4 separate regions of the Mus musculus genome follow, and all the other regions are linked to region 3. The links are chromatin contacts, called in public Hi-C and HiChIP or PLAC-seq maps. All regions are on one chromosome and are shown on one strand. Each heading gives the region's core, a stretch centred on a gene start, on an enhancer-like site or on the middle of the called end of the contact. The rest is flanking DNA. Distances are from core to core; before and after follow the strand shown.

Evidence for each region. Hi-C and Micro-C count contacts between places; a contact is called where the count stands out from the background. HiChIP or PLAC-seq counts read pairs in DNA pulled down with a chosen protein or histone mark.
Region 1: an H3K4me3 HiChIP or PLAC-seq map of fetal liver shows a contact between it and region 3, with 3 times the contacts expected there. The contact joins the enhancer-like site here to the promoter of Rrm2 in region 3. A contact is called at or near these places in 7 of 39 promoter capture datasets (HPC-7-derived erythroid cells, frontonasal cranial neural crest, liver and 4 more), 4 of 15 datasets of contacts at CTCF or cohesin (the G1E-ER4 cell line, embryonic stem cells, liver and 1 more), 135 of 484 Hi-C or Micro-C datasets (the AML12 cell line, the AtT-20 cell line, B cells and 75 more), 37 of 115 datasets of contacts at active chromatin or transcription factors (the 230-238 cell line, DN3 thymocytes, the SCID.adh cell line and 22 more) and 5 of 9 other capture datasets (adipose tissue, embryonic stem cells, liver and 2 more).
Region 2: a contact with region 3 is called in an H3K27ac HiChIP or PLAC-seq map of trophoblast stem cells, with 2.8 times the contacts expected there. The contact joins the enhancer-like site here to the promoter of Rrm2 in region 3. A contact is called at or near these places in 5 of 39 promoter capture datasets (cranial neural crest, embryonic stem cells, hippocampal neurons and 2 more), 3 of 484 Hi-C or Micro-C datasets (macrophages, olfactory sensory neurons and ventricular fibroblasts), 4 of 115 datasets of contacts at active chromatin or transcription factors (embryonic stem cells, neural tube, stem cell-derived neural progenitor cells and 1 more) and 2 of 9 other capture datasets (adipose tissue and embryonic stem cells).
Region 4: a contact with region 3 is called in a Hi-C map of epidermal suprabasal cells, with 3 times the contacts expected there. The contact joins the enhancer-like site here to the promoter of Rrm2 in region 3. A contact is called at or near these places in 4 of 39 promoter capture datasets (the 3T3-L1 cell line, hippocampal neurons and liver), 2 of 484 Hi-C or Micro-C datasets (cerebral cortex and epidermal suprabasal cells) and 2 of 115 datasets of contacts at active chromatin or transcription factors (embryonic stem cells and memory CD8 T cells).

The regions. Positions count from the first base shown.
Region 1 is chr12:24,929,495-24,932,194 of GRCm38.p6, forward strand. The region is part of intron 4 of Mboat2 (membrane bound O-acyltransferase domain containing 2); the gene reads left to right. Among named protein-coding and RNA genes, the nearest start is that of Kidins220, 44 kb to the right of the region's middle. Within about 2 kb of position 1,442, at least 25 of the 459 cell types and tissues checked have an H3K27ac peak or open chromatin away from gene starts, as enhancers often do. A contact at or near this core is called in cerebellum, erythroblasts, fetal liver and 4 more, where this site is marked.
Region 2 is chr12:24,858,124-24,860,823 of GRCm38.p6, forward strand. The region is part of intron 1 of Mboat2 (membrane bound O-acyltransferase domain containing 2); the gene reads left to right. Among named protein-coding and RNA genes, the nearest start is that of Mboat2, 28 kb to the left of the region's middle. Within about 2 kb of position 1,343, at least 8 of the 459 cell types and tissues checked have an H3K27ac peak or open chromatin away from gene starts, as enhancers often do. A contact at or near this core is called in trophoblast stem cells, where this site is marked.
Region 3 is chr12:24,706,941-24,709,640 of GRCm38.p6, forward strand. Rrm2 (ribonucleotide reductase M2) reads left to right here and starts at 1,314. Exons shown (of 10, transcript NM_009104.2): 1 at 1,314-1,505; 2 at 1,620-1,694; 3 at 1,999-2,145; 4 at 2,385-2,501. The coding sequence starts at 1,407.
Region 4 is chr12:24,535,237-24,537,936 of GRCm38.p6, forward strand. All of the region lies in intron 8 of Taf1b (TATA-box binding protein associated factor, RNA polymerase I, B), which reads left to right. Among named protein-coding and RNA genes, the nearest start is that of Grhl1, 36 kb to the right of the region's middle. Within about 2 kb of position 1,350, at least 42 of the 459 cell types and tissues checked have an H3K27ac peak or open chromatin away from gene starts, as enhancers often do. A contact at or near this core is called in epidermal suprabasal cells, where this site is marked.

The DNA of each region.
Region 1 (2,700 bases), core at 192-2,691, 220 kb after region 3:
GTGTGTGTGTTGTGTGTATGTGTGTGTGTTGTGTATATGTGTGTGTGGTGTGTGTGTATGAGCATGTGTGTGTATGTGTGTGTTGTGTGTGTGTATGTGTTGTGTGTGTATGTGTGTGTGTGGTGTGTGTGTGTATGAGCATGTGTGTGTGTTGTGTATATGTGTGTGTTGTGTATATGTGTGTTTTATGTGTGTATGAGCATGTGTGTGTATGTGTGTTGTGTGTGTGTGTTGTGTATATGTGTGTTTTGTGTGTGTATGAGCATGTGTGTGTATGTGTGTTGTGTGTGTGTATGTGTGTATATGTATGTGTGTGTATGTGTGTTGTGTGTCTGTATGAGCACATGTGTGTATGTGTGTGTATATGTGTGTGTATGAGCACATGTGTGTATGTGTGTGTATATGTGTGTTGTGTGTATATGTGTGTGTGTTGTGTGTGTGTACGAGCACATGTGTGTATGTGTGTGTATGTGTGTGTGTGTGAGTGTGTGTATGTCTGTGCACACCTGTGTATCTCTTGGTCCTGGCAGGAAGCATCTTCAGAAACAACACTTCCCATTTGGTTATTGTGCCCCTTCAACACCTTGTGCCTGAAGCAGTCTTCATATTTGGTAGGTGACGGTGTGACTGCATGACTGTGAGAGAGGTTCAGCTTTTGGAGGGCTGTGCTGTGTCTCAGGTGCTGTGTAAGGGACTGGCGATGTTACTTTATTTAATCCACATGGTTGTCACTATCCTTTCCACATTAGAGTCAGTACCTGCCTTGAGAAATATTAAAGAGTTCCCCCTTCCACTGCCACGGTAGAGGGCAGTCAGGATTTATGGGTTTGAAATTTTTAATTATGTTCTGTTAATTTGTGTGTGTGTGTGCACATGTTCGTGTGTGCATACATGTGCATGAACGTTAGAGAAGTACAGATTACAGATGGCAGGAGTCAGTTCTCTCCTCCTCCATGTGGGACCTGGGAACCAAACTCAGGGCATTAGACTTGGTGGCAGATTAACCACTGAGCCAAGTTGCTGGCCCATTTTGTGAATTTTGCTCCATATAGCCAGCTGGCTTGTTCCCCATGTTCCAATCCATTGTCTAATCAGCATCTTGCATAAAACACACTCAGTGTAGACTCCTGGATCTCTCACCTGTTGCTCTGGTGTCCCTTACCCTTGTCAGGAACCTTGGTAGCATCTGGTCTGAAACCCTGCCTCAGCTACACCAAATTGTCATCAAAACCCCCGCTGGCTTTAGAACACACCTGGGACTCGCTGCAGGTGGCTTGTTTTGGTCCTGCACTCCCCTGTCCACCTCCCCTGTCAACCTCCCTGCCCACCTCCTCTGTCTACCTCCCCTGCTCCCTTATCTCCACTTCTGCACCTTATGGTCTTTGCTCAGTCTTTTCACTGAGTGAGAAGAGTTCCCACTGAAACCCAGTCATCCTTATCTCTTGGTGGAAGGCACAGCCCTGAGAAGCCTGCCTCTGCCCTGTCCCCTCCTCACACTAGTCTCCTTGCTGCTCTTCCAAGGCCAGTCACACTTTCTTCTCCAGGCTGTGACCTTGGCTTCCTTTCCTCCTGGAATGCCCTTACCCCAGGCCGTCGAGCAGCCGAATCTCCATTCACATGTCACTTTGGGGTGCTGTTACCTCTCATCTGTGTTTCCCATCCCTCTCTCTGTTGTCTTGTGCAGCACTTGCAGATTGTATATCTACCTGGTCATCATTCTCTAGTCCTGTGGCAGCAAGAATGTGTGGTTCATTGTGTCTCTGGTGAAGTCAAAGCTTGGTGCTTTGTGGCTGTTAATTAAGTGTTCTGTTTCTGAGCGGGAGAGTAAGTAAATCAATGGTGACTCAGACTGGCCTGAGCTCTCACCCCAGTGCATTTGGTGTTGGGCAGGTGGGGCTTGTTTCATCTCCATCTTTATCTTATAGATAAAGAACACTTGTTTGCATAAAGGGGATTTGAGTGCAGGGACATAACAGCTTGCCTTTGTTGTTAGGTAACATGGCCTGGTAGCAAGTGGGTGCTTGTAGTTACTTGGGCATTAATACACAAGCATCATTGGAGTTCAGACATCTCTGAGAGATAGCAAGACAGTGCTAAAAGTATTCCTTTATCTTAAACCTCCCTTTTCTTGTAGTGTCGACTACAGTTGAGAATTTGGGACCAAATTATTCTATTCTGCTCTCATTCTTTGTAGAGAAATGTATAATATAATAATAATAATTATTATTACTATTATTATTGTTATTGTTATTATTATTGTAAATGTTCTCATCATTTTTTATATCAGAAAATATAGAGGGTTGTGTGTGTTGCTTTGTTCTTTTGTTTTTTAATGTTTTAGTTCAGGGGATGGAGATGTCTCAGAGTCTAAGAGTGCTTGCTGCTTTGCAGAGGACCCAGGTTCAATTCCTAACATCTACATGGTGGCACACAACCATCTGTAACTTCGTGACACCCCCTTCTAGTCTTTACAGGCACTGCATGCACATGGTACACATACACACATACAGACACTCATATGTGCAAGATAAAAATAAGTTTAAAATTTTCCTTCATTGAAAGGAGTATCTTTGTGTTAACCGAAGCTGTTCCAATGACCAGAGTCGTGGAAGTCTCTTTCCTGCGTCCCCAGTTGTCTTTCACGGAGACAGTGATGTTGTCACAGAGAAGATAGAGCAGGTCTCATCCAGGCCCTGACCC
Region 2 (2,700 bases), core at 93-2,592, 150 kb after region 3:
TACATTGTGACGTAGCTTTGCAGGTTGGAAATGGCCCTCGCTCCTCTTTCTGACTCCTTAGGCTCCATTTGCTCTCCCTTTCTCTGACCCTGGGACTGTTAGCTGTCCTGGAACTACCTCTGTAGACCTGACTGGCCTTGAACTCAGAGATCTGCCTGCCTCTGCCTCCCAAGTGCTGGGCTTAAAGGCGTGCGCCACCATACCCAGCAGCTGTCTGTCTTGATAGCTCACATCTTGGTAATGAAGATGGGAGACTATAAGATTAATTGACTCCACAATAGAAATTAAGAAAACACTTGGCTGCTACGCAAAACTCTAACCACTGATAACTTTGGCTTGCCATAGACGCTGACATTCTACTGTTTAGAAAATAGAATTTTAAGTTAGCATTAGAGGACTTCGTGTCCTTCCTGCTGACTCACCTTACTCTATGTACTGGTGCACTCTCCCTTTCTGGGGAGTTGGTTTTTAGTTCACTATTTTTCAAGAGAAAACTACAACTGAGGTGTGTGGTGTGTTTTGAGATGGTAATGGAAGCCACTCCCACACTCAGGCTGAAGGTGAGCCTTAGGCTTCCATCCCTTTGATTCTAGGGCAAGTGGCTTTTGAAATAGTGGGACTGTCATCTTGCTTTCTTTGTAGTCTCAGTCACAAATGTGCGCACAGACAGGTCAGACTTGAGATACATATTCATGGTCGTACAGCAGATTTCCAGACCCTCTCCTCTCACAAAAGTGGAATGGACCTTTACATGGCTTATTTCCTTGGTTCTTAGCCCCCCTTTAAGCCCCCTTCTGTGGATTCAACTGCCGTAAATACCAGCTGTCACCTGGGTCTGGGAACCCCACAGTTTTGTCTGCTTTTTGTGCTGAAGACCAAAGCTAGGCAAGTAAGAGGCCACTTAAGGGACTTGTTTTATCTATCCATTGATTGGGACATGATGTGTTTTTGGCTGTCCTAAAACTAGCTACTTAGATCAGGCTGGCCTTGAATGCACAGATATCTGCCTGCTTCTGCCTTCTTAGTGATGGGATTAAAGGCGGATGTCACCACCCACCATAGACTTGCGTGTCTAATGCCGCAGCTCAGGGCTGGTGGGGTGGGTGGTGGTGGAGGGTAGGAAGGGGAGATGGATGGGTGGATGAAAAGTATACAGGAGGGAAGCCTCCCAGAGACTGTTACTTGCTAGATAGGGGCGTGGCTTCTAGTTTTTCCAGTCACAGCCTTTAAGATCAGACTCCAGATATGCACCAATCACAAGTTGTCCTGACCTGGATGACTCGAGCAGGTAAGAGTGATAGGTTCCCAAGGTTTATTATGGCTGAAGCCAAATTCTGTCAGGGCTGGTGCAAGCTGCCAGCGCAGCTGTGACTGGAGCCACGCCTCCGGAAGCAGGAATCACATGCCGCGGTAGTTGCAGCTGGAGTAGAATGTCCTCAGGTCATATGAAGTGTTCAAAGCAGCTGGGTTGCCATGACAGTCTGGCTAGTCGTTCACCAAGTAGCTTGTTTAATTGACAGTTCTCAAGTCATCTGAGCACAAGAGAAGAGTGCCAGCTATCTCTCAAATGTCAAAGAACTCATCCTTGTCTCTGGTCATTGAAGAGGGAAAAACCTTGCAGGGTGTGGACAGCAAAGGCCCAACACTCTCAGTAGCACTTAGCAATGCTTAGCCTCAGGGAGGGGGGCCTCCTCTGCCTCACCAAGGTGACTGAGGGAATCAGCGTGTTCTTCCCTCACATCTTCAGAACCCATTGAAATAGTACCAGTTTTCCCACCAAGGCCCCATCAGCATCAAGTTCTAGTTCACATTTAGGGCTTGTTTTTATTTTCTTTGCAGATCTCAGATTCCACAAGCACAGATAGGAGTCCCTGCTCACATATAGTGAAGCCCATGGTGGAGAGACAATATCCGGCCAGAGGTAGCTCTGTCAGAGAGCTGGAGCAAGGGTCTGTGCTTATGGCCCCATAGATGTCCCGAGTGGGGTACATTAGGTACTTGTGGACCAACTGTGATATAATGGATGGTACTTACATGTGACACTCCTACTGTGTGGATCCCAGCAGTAGCATCTTTTAGAACAGCAATTCTCACATATCAGATATCCTGCATATGGTTCATAACAGTAGCAAAATTACAGTTATGAAATTAGCGATGGGAATAATTTTATGGCTGGGGGTTGCCAGGACATGAGGAACTGTATTAGAAGCCCATAGCCTTAGGAAGGTTGAGAGCCACTGTCTTAGAAGGACTGCTTTTTCCTAGGAACATGAGGTTGTATGTGGAGGGTGATCTCTACCAAAGCAAAATGTTTGCAAACTTGACCACTTTAACTTTTATTGGTACAGGTTTTCTCGAATTGCATCTTAAAACAGAGCTTGTTTTCTGTGGTTGATAATTACTGGTTTTGACTACTTAATTATGGCGCTTCTCATCAGCTGTGCAGGATGGTTTAAAGCTCACCTTGGCATTGGTGCCTCTGGGTGTGAGTCTGTAGTCTGGGATGCAGATGGGCTTCCATCTGTGCCTTTCACCTCCGTGCTGCAGCAGACGGCACTGTTAGAAGTCTGCCGGGTGCGGAGGGCGGCAGCTCTATGCCTTTAGCCTTCTCGGGGAACCTTACTTGGGAGGGTCTGTGGTGACCACCCTGGAAACTGTGTCGATTGGTTGCCATCCCTCTGCCACATGTTGCTGTATAAT
Region 3 (2,700 bases), core at 64-2,563:
TAAAAACCGCGCCAGAAGCAAAAGCGCTCAGCTCCTGACAGGTCCCGGTACAGGGGAACCTAGGCGGGGCTGCCCACTAAGCTCAGCCTGCTTGGCGGGAGGAAGAGGCGTTTGGAGGAGGTTGTGAGCAGGGAGAAGAGAATGGCGGCGACCTTCTCCTTCCCTCAGTGGTCGAGTGTTATTTTAGTAGCCAGACCTCATTTGTACTGAGTACACCAGGAGCTAGAGGAGCCAAAGGCAAACCCCTCGGATAACGGAGGAATGGAATGTGAATTAGAAATTATATGTTAAAAAAAAGAACTGACAATTTTGCTAGAGGTGATTTAAAATATTTATCGATATGGCCCAGTTAGCTTAGCATGGAAGAAGTCCTGGGTTTTGTCCCCAGCATCAATAAATTGTGCAGCGGTGGATGCCGCCTGCTTTAACTTTGAGCTGCCACATGGTGTTCAGAGATTTTTTACAGCATCTACAGTGAGAGAACTTAGGACACAAGCAGAGGGGAGCCTCCCCTCGTCCTCTTTTAAAATATTTGACCTGGGAGAGTCAGTGGAGCCTTCCCAGGTTCCACGTTTTTCCCCGGGATCTCAGTGTCCCATCTCAGCGCTTTATCTCTGGTATCTTGGACCCCGTAGGGCAAATCAGAAAGATGGAAACTTGAGTTCTTGTCTCCACCCTCACCACAGGAATTTGCAGATTCGTCTTTAGACTACTGGACGCCCAGAGTCGTAAAATGAATGTATGACTCGTCACCATCCTGTGAGCTTCCTGGAATTTGTAATCGTCTGGCAGCTTTTAAACTAATTGGGACAGAGGGGACAGGGGTCTGACAGGAGGGGCAGGGTAGAAAAGGAACCCAAGGCTGCATCCGTACCCCTTCATGAGTTTGAAGACAGCTTTTTAGGGAACCCTAGTTTGAGGACCCCCTTAATCCCACAAGGCCGGTGCGATTGCTCGGGACCCCGAATCTCTTTAAGAAACCAGGGTCCCCCGCACCCCTCTACTTGGGACATGAAGACAGTCAAGGCGACGTGTCCCAGAGGCCAGCAGCGTCACTCCACCCTTGGCACCAACCTCAGCGGCAACGCCCGCCCGGCGACCCCCTGCGCGCTCAATCCCCAAGGCTCTCGCAATCCTAACCGGTTCCGGCCCCGCGAGCGCCCGCGCACCCGGCCGGCGCAGGCTCCTTAAAGGTCTTTGTGCGGAAGGCCTGCGGCGCAACTCAAATCTCCCGCGCTGGGCGGCGAGCGGGGTCAGCGGCGTCCAATGGGAGGCGAGGCCACGCCCCCTCGGAGCGCGCGGTTGGGTGGCTCTTTAAAGGGCGCGGGCGCTGGCAGTCGGCGGTGCACCGGATTCCAGCTGTTTTCGCCTGCTCCTCGCCGTCTCCGCCGCTGCCCTCGTTCGCCATGCTCTCCGTCCGCACCCCGCTCGCCACCATCGCTGACCAGCAGCAGCTGCAGTTGTCGCCGCTGAAGCGACTCACCCTGGCTGACAAGGAGAACACGGTGAGGGCGGCCCAGGTGCCGGCTGGGTTGGATGTGCACTGGCAGGTCGTGGGTTCCCGGACCCGGGAGGGTGGAGGGTGCCTACCGCCATTCACCACGCGTGTCCCCCTACAGCCCCCGACTCTCAGCAGCACCCGCGTCCTGGCCAGCAAAGCTGCGAGGAGAATCTTCCAGGACTCCGCCGAGCTGGTGAGTGGCCCGTGTGGGGCTGAGGTGGGTCGCTTAGGCTCCCAGTAGAGGGCGCCCGCTCGTTGGCGCTAAATCTGCATTGTCCCAGCTGAATTATTTGACTCTTCTTTCCCGCCAAAGTGTCTCCTCAGAATGTCCTACTCGGGTCGGCCTATGGTAATAGTAGAGTGCAGCGTGACAGCTAAGCACACGAGATTACCAATCGTTGAAAGTACTCGATCTGATGAGACACTGGCTAGCAGTTTCCTGCGGTTCGGTTGGCATTTGGGGGTTGGTTCACTTGGCACTCTCTCTCATCCAACAGGAAAGTAAAGCGCCTACTAACCCCAGCGTTGAGGATGAGCCGTTACTGAGAGAAAACCCCCGCCGCTTCGTTGTCTTTCCCATCGAGTACCATGATATCTGGCAGATGTACAAGAAAGCCGAGGCCTCCTTTTGGACTGCCGAGGAGGTAATCGTTCAGGACTTGCTGTGTGTCAGAAGGCTCCCGCATGGCCGTCACAACTTTTTGCCCTTGGGAATGGTAGCTCACTGAGATATTGGGTGTTCCCTGAAACAAAGGGAATAATGGATGTGAAGAATTCGGTAATGAGATGGTTTGGGGGACTTCAGTTTTAAAGTGTGTGTGTATGAGAGAGAGAAAGAGAGAGAGACCTACAGACCTGCTAATCGTGAACTTCTAAACTTCAGGTGGACCTTTCCAAGGATATTCAGCACTGGGAAGCTCTGAAACCCGATGAGAGACATTTTATATCTCACGTTCTGGCTTTCTTTGCAGCGAGTGATGGCATAGTCAATGAGAACTTGGTGAGTTGGCATGAAATACCCATAATTCACTTAGATCCAGAACTGGTTCCTGGCTCTCTATCTTTTGCCCTGAAGCGGGGCTGGAGGGATAGATGACTGACTCCAGTCTCCGCTCTGGTTAACACACTTCCTGCTTGGGCGGAAGACCCAGGTTCTGTTATGAGTTACCCCTGTTGGACTGCTTCCCATCTGCTGGTGA
Region 4 (2,700 bases), core at 100-2,599, 170 kb before region 3:
TCCAGCTGTGGGGCATAAATCCCATGTGAGTTGGGACTGTGTTTTGCTGACTCAGTCTCAAGAACTGTGTGCATAGACAGGCTCAGTTGTGTGGTTGATTAAATGATGAGAGATGGATATGAAACAAAGTATATTTAAACACTACTTTTGGGAGAGTTCAAATTGATTTGCTCAAGTTTTTGTTTTTCCACACAAACCAGAAATTTCTAGACTGCTTCTGATGTAATCATTGTGTGATATACCAGAAGTTAAACCATTAAATAGTATTATTTAGTTAAAAAAAAGAATTCCATTAAGTTTGGTTAGGAAATACCTTTGGGATATAGCCTCCATTTATAAGCTGGTGTATTTAACAGTAAGAATCCTGGGCGTGTCAGTATCATTGTGAGATAAATCATCTTATCAGGTAGTGTGTTCTCCTCACCAGCAGTGCTCAAAAAGGGCGTCTCTGGGGGGACATTTATATTGCTTTTGGGAGAGCCATACCTCCCTGCCAAATGAAACTGGTGATTTCATGTGGATTACCTGTGATTTAGTTTGATCCTGACCTACTACACCCTAGTACCCAGCATGCTCAGCCCAAGGTTCTCCTCCCTGCACTACCTAGGGAAGAGAGTAGAAACTTGCTTTGCACTTGATATCAGCAGGCATGAATCTGCTGCAAACAGTAGTCACTCAGCTCTTCCAGAGTCAGTCCCAAGAGGGTACCACCTGCTCTGCTGGACACCAGTTCTCAGTTTCTTATAGTATGAGGCTGTGACATTGGAATACAGGTCCAACAACAGTCAGCGCGGTCCAGAGGCTGTCCCCAAGTCACCAGCTTCTGCCATGGCAAGTCCTCCTTGGTCCTTAGCTCCTAATTTGAATTTGCTCACAGGGCTTAGATCTGCCTGTACAAATGTTTCTGAAAAGCTCTCGCCCACCCCTCCACCCCTCCCTGGGGTGGACCCAGGCTGTACTCCGTATATGTATCGCATTCGCCACCATGACCCGATGAACATAGGAAGTACCTTTTGTTACTACACAGTAAATGTGTAACCATTAAGATAATTCTAGCAGTATAAAATTGGCTGGTGAGCTCTTTTATGAATCATAATATATGTGCAATTCATTTTATCCTTTCTCTATAAAGAATACATTACAGTGCTTTGCCTTTTATTGTGATAATGTTACTCCTTGTCAGTTTTCTTGGGACAAAAGTCTTGTAATAAATTTATATTCACAGGTGCATCCAGAGCCCGCCAGCGTCTTCTTAGCTGAATTTTAGCTTCATAACAACAGTAGGCAGGGTGTGGCCTGCACCTCTTTAATAGCCGAGCAGGAAGTCAGCTCTGACGGGGTATTGTAATCTGCTTTATCACAGGAGCCTGATGTTGTGTAACAGAAACTCCAGCTTGTCCTCGCCTGTCCTAAAGCATTGCTTCATGAAGGGAAATAAACTCACTGGAATATTTGTGAAATTCAATTAAAATGCTTTCCCAAGCACTGTTTTAAAATGCATGCTGGAACAATTTATTATAGCCTTGTGGTCTTTTACAAAACATATTAATTGAGTGATTTCTTCAGTTGTAATTAAGTGGATCTGTGCTATTCTAGAAGTCCTGTGTCACATCTGTATAGGGTGGAGGAGTGGCCTTTATTTCTCCAGGAGAAGGGAGATCTGGCTGCTTTGGACTTAATGGACGGGCTGCTTTCCTTCCCCGTGTGCTCTGCCTTTGCTCACAAAAGTGCATTCACTCCACTAGAGTGTGTTGAAACTTTTCAATGGAAATGGCTTTTCACTAACAAAGGAAGCATTTTCTCCCCCTTCCCATGTCTTAGCTCTCCCCACAAAGTCTTGGCTTCTCCAGCAGCTGTACCTCCACCAGCAGTGACAAAAGGTGCGATTGTGCTCAGAGATGGCCATGAAGATAATGTCACTGGAGTTTGTGTGGGCTCCTGGGGACTGTTTTTCTTCTGTGTTTTGTTCTATTTTTGTTATTTCAGAAGGTTTAGCACGCCTTAAGAAAACCAAGAACACTCCCCCCCCCCAAAAGGCTTTAGAAATCCTTTTTAAATCTTTATCTGATGGGAACTGCTTCCTTCCATTAGATGTTCTATTAGCTCTGAGGGAGGAGCCTCTGCCAAGGAACAGTAGGTTTGAAGAAATCCACCTAGATGTAGGAATGAAGTGGGATCCTGAGAGTGGTGAGTGGGTTGCTTTCTTGCAGGCAGGCCAAGAGAGTTTCAGTGTCTGACTTGAGGGCAGCAGACAGTGTGCATATTAAGCTTCGTTACCTCCCTTCATCTTCTTTTCCAAGTTGTGACTCCAGCTCCAAGCTGGCAGCCTTCAAGCTGTGTCTATTTACTTAATTAACTTGAAGATAACTTGTCTACATCTTTCTTGGTTCGTTTTTCACTTAAAGTTCTGGGCAGTGGTGCTGATTCTGAAGCACCATTTGCTTCTAGCAAAAATCTTTCAGGTTTTCTGATAGTTAGGCTGAATACCTAATCTCCTTTGGAGCACTCTGTCCACCCGACAGTCAAGCTGTCAGTGGAACCAAATCATAGGACCTAGCCACACTGGTCTCCACTAGATACAGTTCAGCTGATGAATGGCCTACCTTTTGGGCCATGATTCTTTCGTATATTTATAAATAGACACTAATAGACTAATAGACAGCCATAGTCCTTCGCAGTCATTCTAAAGCTTCCTCTCAA